Linked DNA regions of Danio rerio: region 2 is linked to region 1. A link is a contact called in public Micro-C data. All regions are on one chromosome and are shown on one strand. The core of a region is the stretch at or near the end of the contact, and the rest is flanking DNA. Distances in the headings are between cores, read along the strand shown. Region 1 holds the start of tcea2 (transcription elongation factor A (SII), 2). Region 2 has its middle 6.6 kb from the start of ccm2l.

The links. Hi-C and Micro-C count contacts between places; a contact is called where the count stands out from the background.
Region 2: a Micro-C map of caudal fin shows a contact between it and region 1, with 13 times the contacts expected there. The contact joins the enhancer-like site here to the promoter of tcea2 in region 1. A contact is called at or near these places in 2 of 18 Hi-C or Micro-C datasets (caudal fin and hematopoietic stem cells) and 1 of 4 datasets of contacts at active chromatin or transcription factors (caudal fin).

What each region holds. Positions count from the first base shown.
Region 1 is chr23:8,862,325-8,865,597 of GRCz12tu, reverse strand. It overlaps tcea2 (transcription elongation factor A (SII), 2), which reads left to right and starts at 1,942. Exons shown (of 10, transcript NM_200986.2): 1 at 1,942-2,191; 2 at 2,679-2,741. The coding sequence starts at 2,123. LOC141380640 (a long non-coding RNA gene) reads right to left here and starts at 2,167. Exons shown (of 3, transcript XR_012398995.1): 1 at 1,748-2,167.
Region 2 is chr23:9,159,012-9,162,243 of GRCz12tu, reverse strand. No RefSeq gene overlaps it. Among named protein-coding and RNA genes, the nearest start is that of ccm2l, 6.6 kb to the left of the region's middle. Within about 2 kb of position 1,388, at least 3 of the 62 cell types and tissues checked have an H3K27ac peak or open chromatin away from gene starts, as enhancers often do. A contact at or near this core is called in caudal fin, where this site is marked.

The sequences.
Region 1 (3,273 bases), core at 693-3,192:
TGTTTAACTATTTATTAAATTGTTTGTTACACAATAGCAAAATGTAATAATTTAGACTTAAATGATTTAATTCTGTAAAAATTATTTTAGCCTATAACTTAATTTGTTATCCATCATAGTGTATGTGAATGAGTGTGTATGGATGTTTCCCAGCACTGGTTTGCAGCTGGAAGGGTATCCTCGGTGTAAAACATATGCTGGATAATTTGGCAGTTCATTCCGCTGTGGTGACACCTGATGAATAAAGGGATTAAGCCAAAGAAAAATTAATATAATATAGGGTGACGCAGTGGCGTAGTAATTGTCGCCTCACAGCAAGAAGGCTGCTGGTTCAAGCCTCGGCTAAGTCAGTTGGCGTTTTTGTGTGAAGTTTACATGATCTCCCTATACTCCGGGTGCTCTGGTTTCCCTCACAGTCCAAAGGCATGTAGTATTGGTAAATGTACCTGGAAGGGCAACCGCTGCGTAAAAAACATGTGCTGGATGGTGGTTCACAGTGGCGCAGTGGGTAGTAGCACAATCACCTCACAGCAAGAAGATCGCTGGTTCAAGCTTTGTCTGGGACAGATTGCATTTCTGTGTGGAGTTTGCATGTTCTCCCCGTGTTTGCGTGGTTTTTCCCCACAGCTCAAAGACATGTAGTATAGGTGAACTGGGTAGGCTAAATTGTCCGTAGTGTATGTGTGTGAATGGGAGTTTCTCAGTGATGGGGTGCAGCTGGATGGGCATCCGTTGCGTAAAACAAATGCTGGATAAGTTGGCGGTTCATTCCGCAGTGGCATCCCCAGATTAACTATATATAATATAAGGCGAGGTAGTGGCGCAGTAGGTAGTGCTGTCGTCTCACAGCAAGAAGGTCGCTGGGTCGCGGGTTTGAACCTCGGCTCAATTGGCGTTTCTGTGTGGAGTTTGCATGTTCTCCCTGCCTTCGTGTGGGTTTCCTCCGGGTGCTCCGGTTTCCCCCACAGTCCAAAGACATGAGGTACAGGTGAATTGGGTAGGTTAAATTGTCTGAAGCGTATGAGTGTGTGTGTGTGTGTGTGTGTGTGTGGATGTTTCCCAGAGATGGGTTGCGGCTGGAAGGGCATCAGCTGCGTAAAAACTTGCTGGATAAGTTGGCGGTTCATTCCGCTGTGTCGACCCCGGATTAATACAGGGACTAAGCCGACAAGAAAATGAATAAATAAATGAATAATATATTATAATAAAATATAATATAGCCTAAACCCTTTTTGGATGATGAATATAATTTTGGAGTATGACGATTGCAGTTGTCAAATAATTTAAAAACTCTTTAATCCGTGTTAGGACTGCATTGTCTCCTTAATAACCTAAAGTTGTTATTGTTTTGTTTTTGTTTTTTTTACACCAAACTGGCTGCTTGCTTCTGTGGTGAATAAACTCCACTCCCCACAACACCCTGCTTCGAAACAGAAACTATGTGCAGTGCAGCTCATTTTCGCGAATCGATTCTTTCAAACACCACTCAATGAACAATTCAGGGATGATTTTTGTTTATGTCATCACGTGACCAAATGACATCTCTTTGTGGCATAAAATAGGCTTAGAAAATCAATACTGCAATAGTTAACCTTTTTTTTTTACTATCAAACGTGTTTATTTTAATTCACATTGACCTAGTTAGTTAGTGGCTCACAAGCATTGGACATATCCTGAAACTTTTTTGACTTTTGTGTTGACAATTCCCACAGAACCATATAGCCAGTAAAGTACATTAATAACTTACCTTTCACTCCATTTTGGTCACTTAAAATGATACTCTTGTGTCATTACGAAATAAAATGGCCAGAAAAGACGATGTTCTTGAATGATTTTCCAAACAATTGGTGAGTTGTTGTGTCGAGAAGCACAGTCACTGATTCAATCTCGTTCGTAAACGAATCGTTCGAATTCAAGTGATTCTTTAAAATGATTCGACTCATAAGAACGACTCGCTCGCGAATCAACCATGCAACAACAGACGAGAGCGAAGTGAAAGGCAGTGGATTCCTCTCATTCTGCCACTAAAAGAGAGACACACAGAGAGAGAGACGGGCGCATTTTCACACGTAAATGGAGGCTTGGCCACCGGGCGCCATCAAACAGCCCTAAACCTGCAAACATGGTGAAGGACCAAGAAGTGGAGCGCATCGCCAAGAAGCTGGACAAAATGGTGCACAAAAAAAACACCGTAAGTGACACACATTTTTTTCTGTAGCATCTGATAATAATAAAACAGGCAGGAGAACATTGTTTATTCGACGTTCGTTCGTTCATGTTTGTATCCGTTAAACCAGCAGGAGACTAGTTGGTGTGTGTGTGATTATCACCTGTTTCATCCTATTCCAGACTACCGCCCGGTGTGCTCTTATTGGTCAGTCTCCATTGACAATCACTCGTTCGTTTTGTACTCTCATGTTTGAAGCGTTTGTGTGCTGTGATGAGCTGGCAGCTGGTTGTTCTCCAAATTTCTCCAGCGCAAACAAAAGACTCATTTATCTAGTACTTCACACAAGTCAGCCCCAGTTTCGTCCCCAAAACATAGTATCTGCCTGTGTTTTTGTGTAAACCAAGCTATAGTTGAAGAAGCTAGTGTTTACTGACGCATTTAAGAAGTTGTTGTAGTGACTGTTTACCAATTTTGTTTGTTTCTCACCTCCTTGTGTTTTTATGTTCAGGATGGTGCCATTGACTTGCTTCAGGAGCTGAAGAACATGAAAATGTCTTTGGAGACCCTACAGGTATCTACATAGACTGCAGAAGGCATCTCTGGAACGAGTGTGTGCTGTGCTAGATTATATAATCAACTCTTTTTCTTTCTGTCAGGGAATCCCATGCTAGTGTTCTCATTGGCATACTGTTAGTACTGTTGGAATTTCAGCAGAAAATATCTGAATAAATTACTATGAGCCAATCCCGAATATAGGAGAGGACGTTGAAATCTCAATCAAATTCTCACAATCCAGTCATGAAAATGTAATCAACTCTATAGACGAATTCAATGTTGTCATGTCATTGGCCCAGTGAACATTTTCTGCTTGTTATCAAACTATTTCATTACTGTAACAACAGCAGTGGTGTAAAATAACAAATTACAAATACTCCGATTACTAAAACTGAGTAGTTTTTTTTTCTCAGGAATTGTAATTTACGAAGTAGTTTTAAAAATGTGTACTTCCCCTAGAGTACATTTTTACAGCAGTATCTGTACTTTTACTCCACTACTTTCCTTCAACCTGCAGTCACTATTTGTTTTTTTCTTGTGTACGGGGA
Region 2 (3,232 bases), core at 139-2,638, 300 kb before region 1:
TCAGTGCATCTTTACAGCAAACATTTATGAGTCACAAGTGTTACGTAAATGCAAATGGGTAGCCGATTAACAGTGCTGCATGAGGCAACAGCAAATGGCTGTAAATTGCCAGCAAACGAGCAGCAGCGATGACAGAAACCACTGTGAGCAGCAAAATGGCTGCAAATGGTAAACAAATAACAAGGCACAGCACTGAGATTACAGTTGTAAGTTGTCAGACTTTCTTGGTTTTCTCCCAAGTACACATTTACATTTTTTAAACATACAGTACTGCATGAATGGTAGAAATTAGTATTTGCTAGCTAACTGTGGTAGCATCTGGTGTACATTTTAGGACATCCTCATACCTCCACTTTTGTCTAAAACGTATCAAGTCTTTTACTCCATCTGGGGTGGAGTATCAGGTGTAGTTAAATGTGCAGTAACTCCCCCCATCCATTAAGGTAATACATCAGAGAAGGTTCATTTATGGCCTAAGGGTTAGGGAGTTTGAACTGTAATTGGAAGGTCAATTTCTAGGAATTAAAGATGGTGGAGTGAAAGAATTGCACTCTCCCCATCTTTGAAACCCAGCTGAGGTGCCCCTAAGCAAGCCACCAAGCCTGTAACTGCTCCCTAGACGCACTGCTCCAGGTTCACTGTGTGTTTGTGTTTGCGCTTTCACTCCTCACTCAAAATGGATGGGTTAAAAGCAGAGGACCAATTTCGAGTATGGGTTAATGCAAACAAAACAAGGTTCACTTTACTGATACGGAGAAAGAGAAACTGTAACATTCTATTTGGAACATTCCTATATAATTTAAACTCCACACTGTAATTTAGGAGAAACTGAAAAAGGAGAAACTCAGCTTTTGACCTTAGCTACAGCAGCTCAGCCGTCAATGATACTCGCAGTGACTGCAAGCACCACTGGGTGTCAGTGTTTACCAGCACTTGTGTTTCAATGGGAGTGGCACTTCAACGTGAGGCTCCTCTGTGTGAGGATGGCAGAAAGCTAACTAATTATCACCTGCAGAGAGACGACATGCTTACACACTGGCATGAGCTGGACAGAAAACCACTAAATATCCTATATATTTATATAAAGGGATTAATATGACATCTATTTTACCGTTGTTTAAATGCAAGAGTTGCCGATTGTAGAAGCCTGAACAGTTTGACATACAACACCTCACCCTCTGATGAACAGTATACCTGAGAAATTTAATGAAACTTCCTCAAGAATTGTTCCTAATGTTATGCAGAAGTGTGCAGACTGTCAGAGAAACTGTGCTGGATTGGTCTGGATCATTAAACAGCCCAGGGGAACATGCTAGTAGCTCGGTTTAAGGAGGAACAGATCACATAAGCCCAATGCCATACTGGGACAGCCTCCAAGAAGAGCCTGGAAATCAATGGAAGATGATCTGGGCTGTAGGGGACGCTGAGGAGTATGATATGTGAACTGATGGGTTTAAAGTCATTGTGAAATCAAAACTGATCTCACTGTGTATTTCTCAATACACATTAGTGGTCTTATTGTGAATGATAAGACTTTAATTTGCAGATGATGTCACCAAGGTTATGAAGATTGGGAAAATATTGTTATCAAATAGCTTGCTAGTATGTCCATATTGAAGCCAGTAATGTGATGATGGTAATCAATACTATATGAAAACTGTAAACTATAATAATAATGCACTATACACACTAAAAAGGAAGCATTAGCATTGGGGTTTGATACTCAAGGTTGAATTTGACCTTCATGCTCTGATTAAAACACCCTGTAAGAACTGAGACCTGCATTACTCACATTTAGATTAGGTTGTTTTCATTTAGTTTTTTTGTATTCTTGCCTTATTCTACAAATATATATATATATATATATATATATATATATATATATATATATATATATATATATATATATATATATATATATATATATATATATGTGTGTGTGTGTGTGTGTACTGTATACTTATTAGCTTTCATTATGTAAATATATACATATGTATATATATATATATATTTATATATATATATATATATATATATATATATATATATATATATATATTATAATAATAAAATATAATAAATAAATATAATAAATAAATTAATTAATATACATTAAATAATTTAAATATAAATTATAAATTAATATAATAAATAAATATAAAAAAATACATTAAAGGCACTGCACTGCATTGTTGGTGCCAACTATCCTACTGTACTTTATTATAATATATTTGATTTCACTTTTAAGATGTCTATAAATCAAAACAACATTTTTTTTATTCCAAATTGTTTCTTTCTACATGGCATTGTTAGTTTTTTACATTTAAAAAAGTCTCATATCTTATACAAAACACATGAACTTCACATATGTAACCACATGCCAAAATCACACTTAAATATTAAAATGTGGGCTGCAAAAACTTGTGTTCCACTATTTCACACATGACTTTAATATGAGTGCTAATATAAAGCTCATGTGTTTTTTTTTTTTTCTGGTAGAAAAATAAAAGTGTATTATATTATTTCTATAAAACATTTTTGTAACACAATTGCAACACTATATAGCATGCTCAAAACTTTTCTTGAGATTTTGTTACATGCCAAATAATCCTTAAACTTGTACCATTTAGAGGCAGTGGTGTCCAAACTCGGTCCTGGACGGCCGATGTCCTGCATGTAACGGTAAAAGTAAGCAATACAAAAAGGATCCAAATGCAAGTGAGGATTTATTATAGTCAAAAGGTAAACAAAAGAAAACAGGGAGCTAGTAGCGAGGACGAAGATGGTCACTGCAATATCAGTAACAACTAGAACCAGCCCGAGTATCCTGACAAAACACAGAAAGATCATAAACACAGAGCAAGAGCAACGAACTGACAATGGTGTCCTGGCTTTCCACTCTTATATAGGTGAGCTAAGTGCCATCAGCTGGAACTGCTGATAGACCTGCTGATCATGTGATGTAAACAAGCACACCTCAGAGCACATGAAGCCATACCACAGAACCATGTGAAAACACCAAAACATGAATAGAAAGAGCGCATGTACCTGACAACCGGGACACTGCAGAGTTTAGCTCCAACCCAATTAGACACACCTGAACCAGCTAATCAGGCTATTTTTAGGTTTACAAGAAACTTCTTGATAAACTTCCCATGCATGTTAAAGCAAGTTCGAGACATCAGCCCATCAGGACCAAAATTGAGCACCACTGGTTTAGAGCCAATTTTTA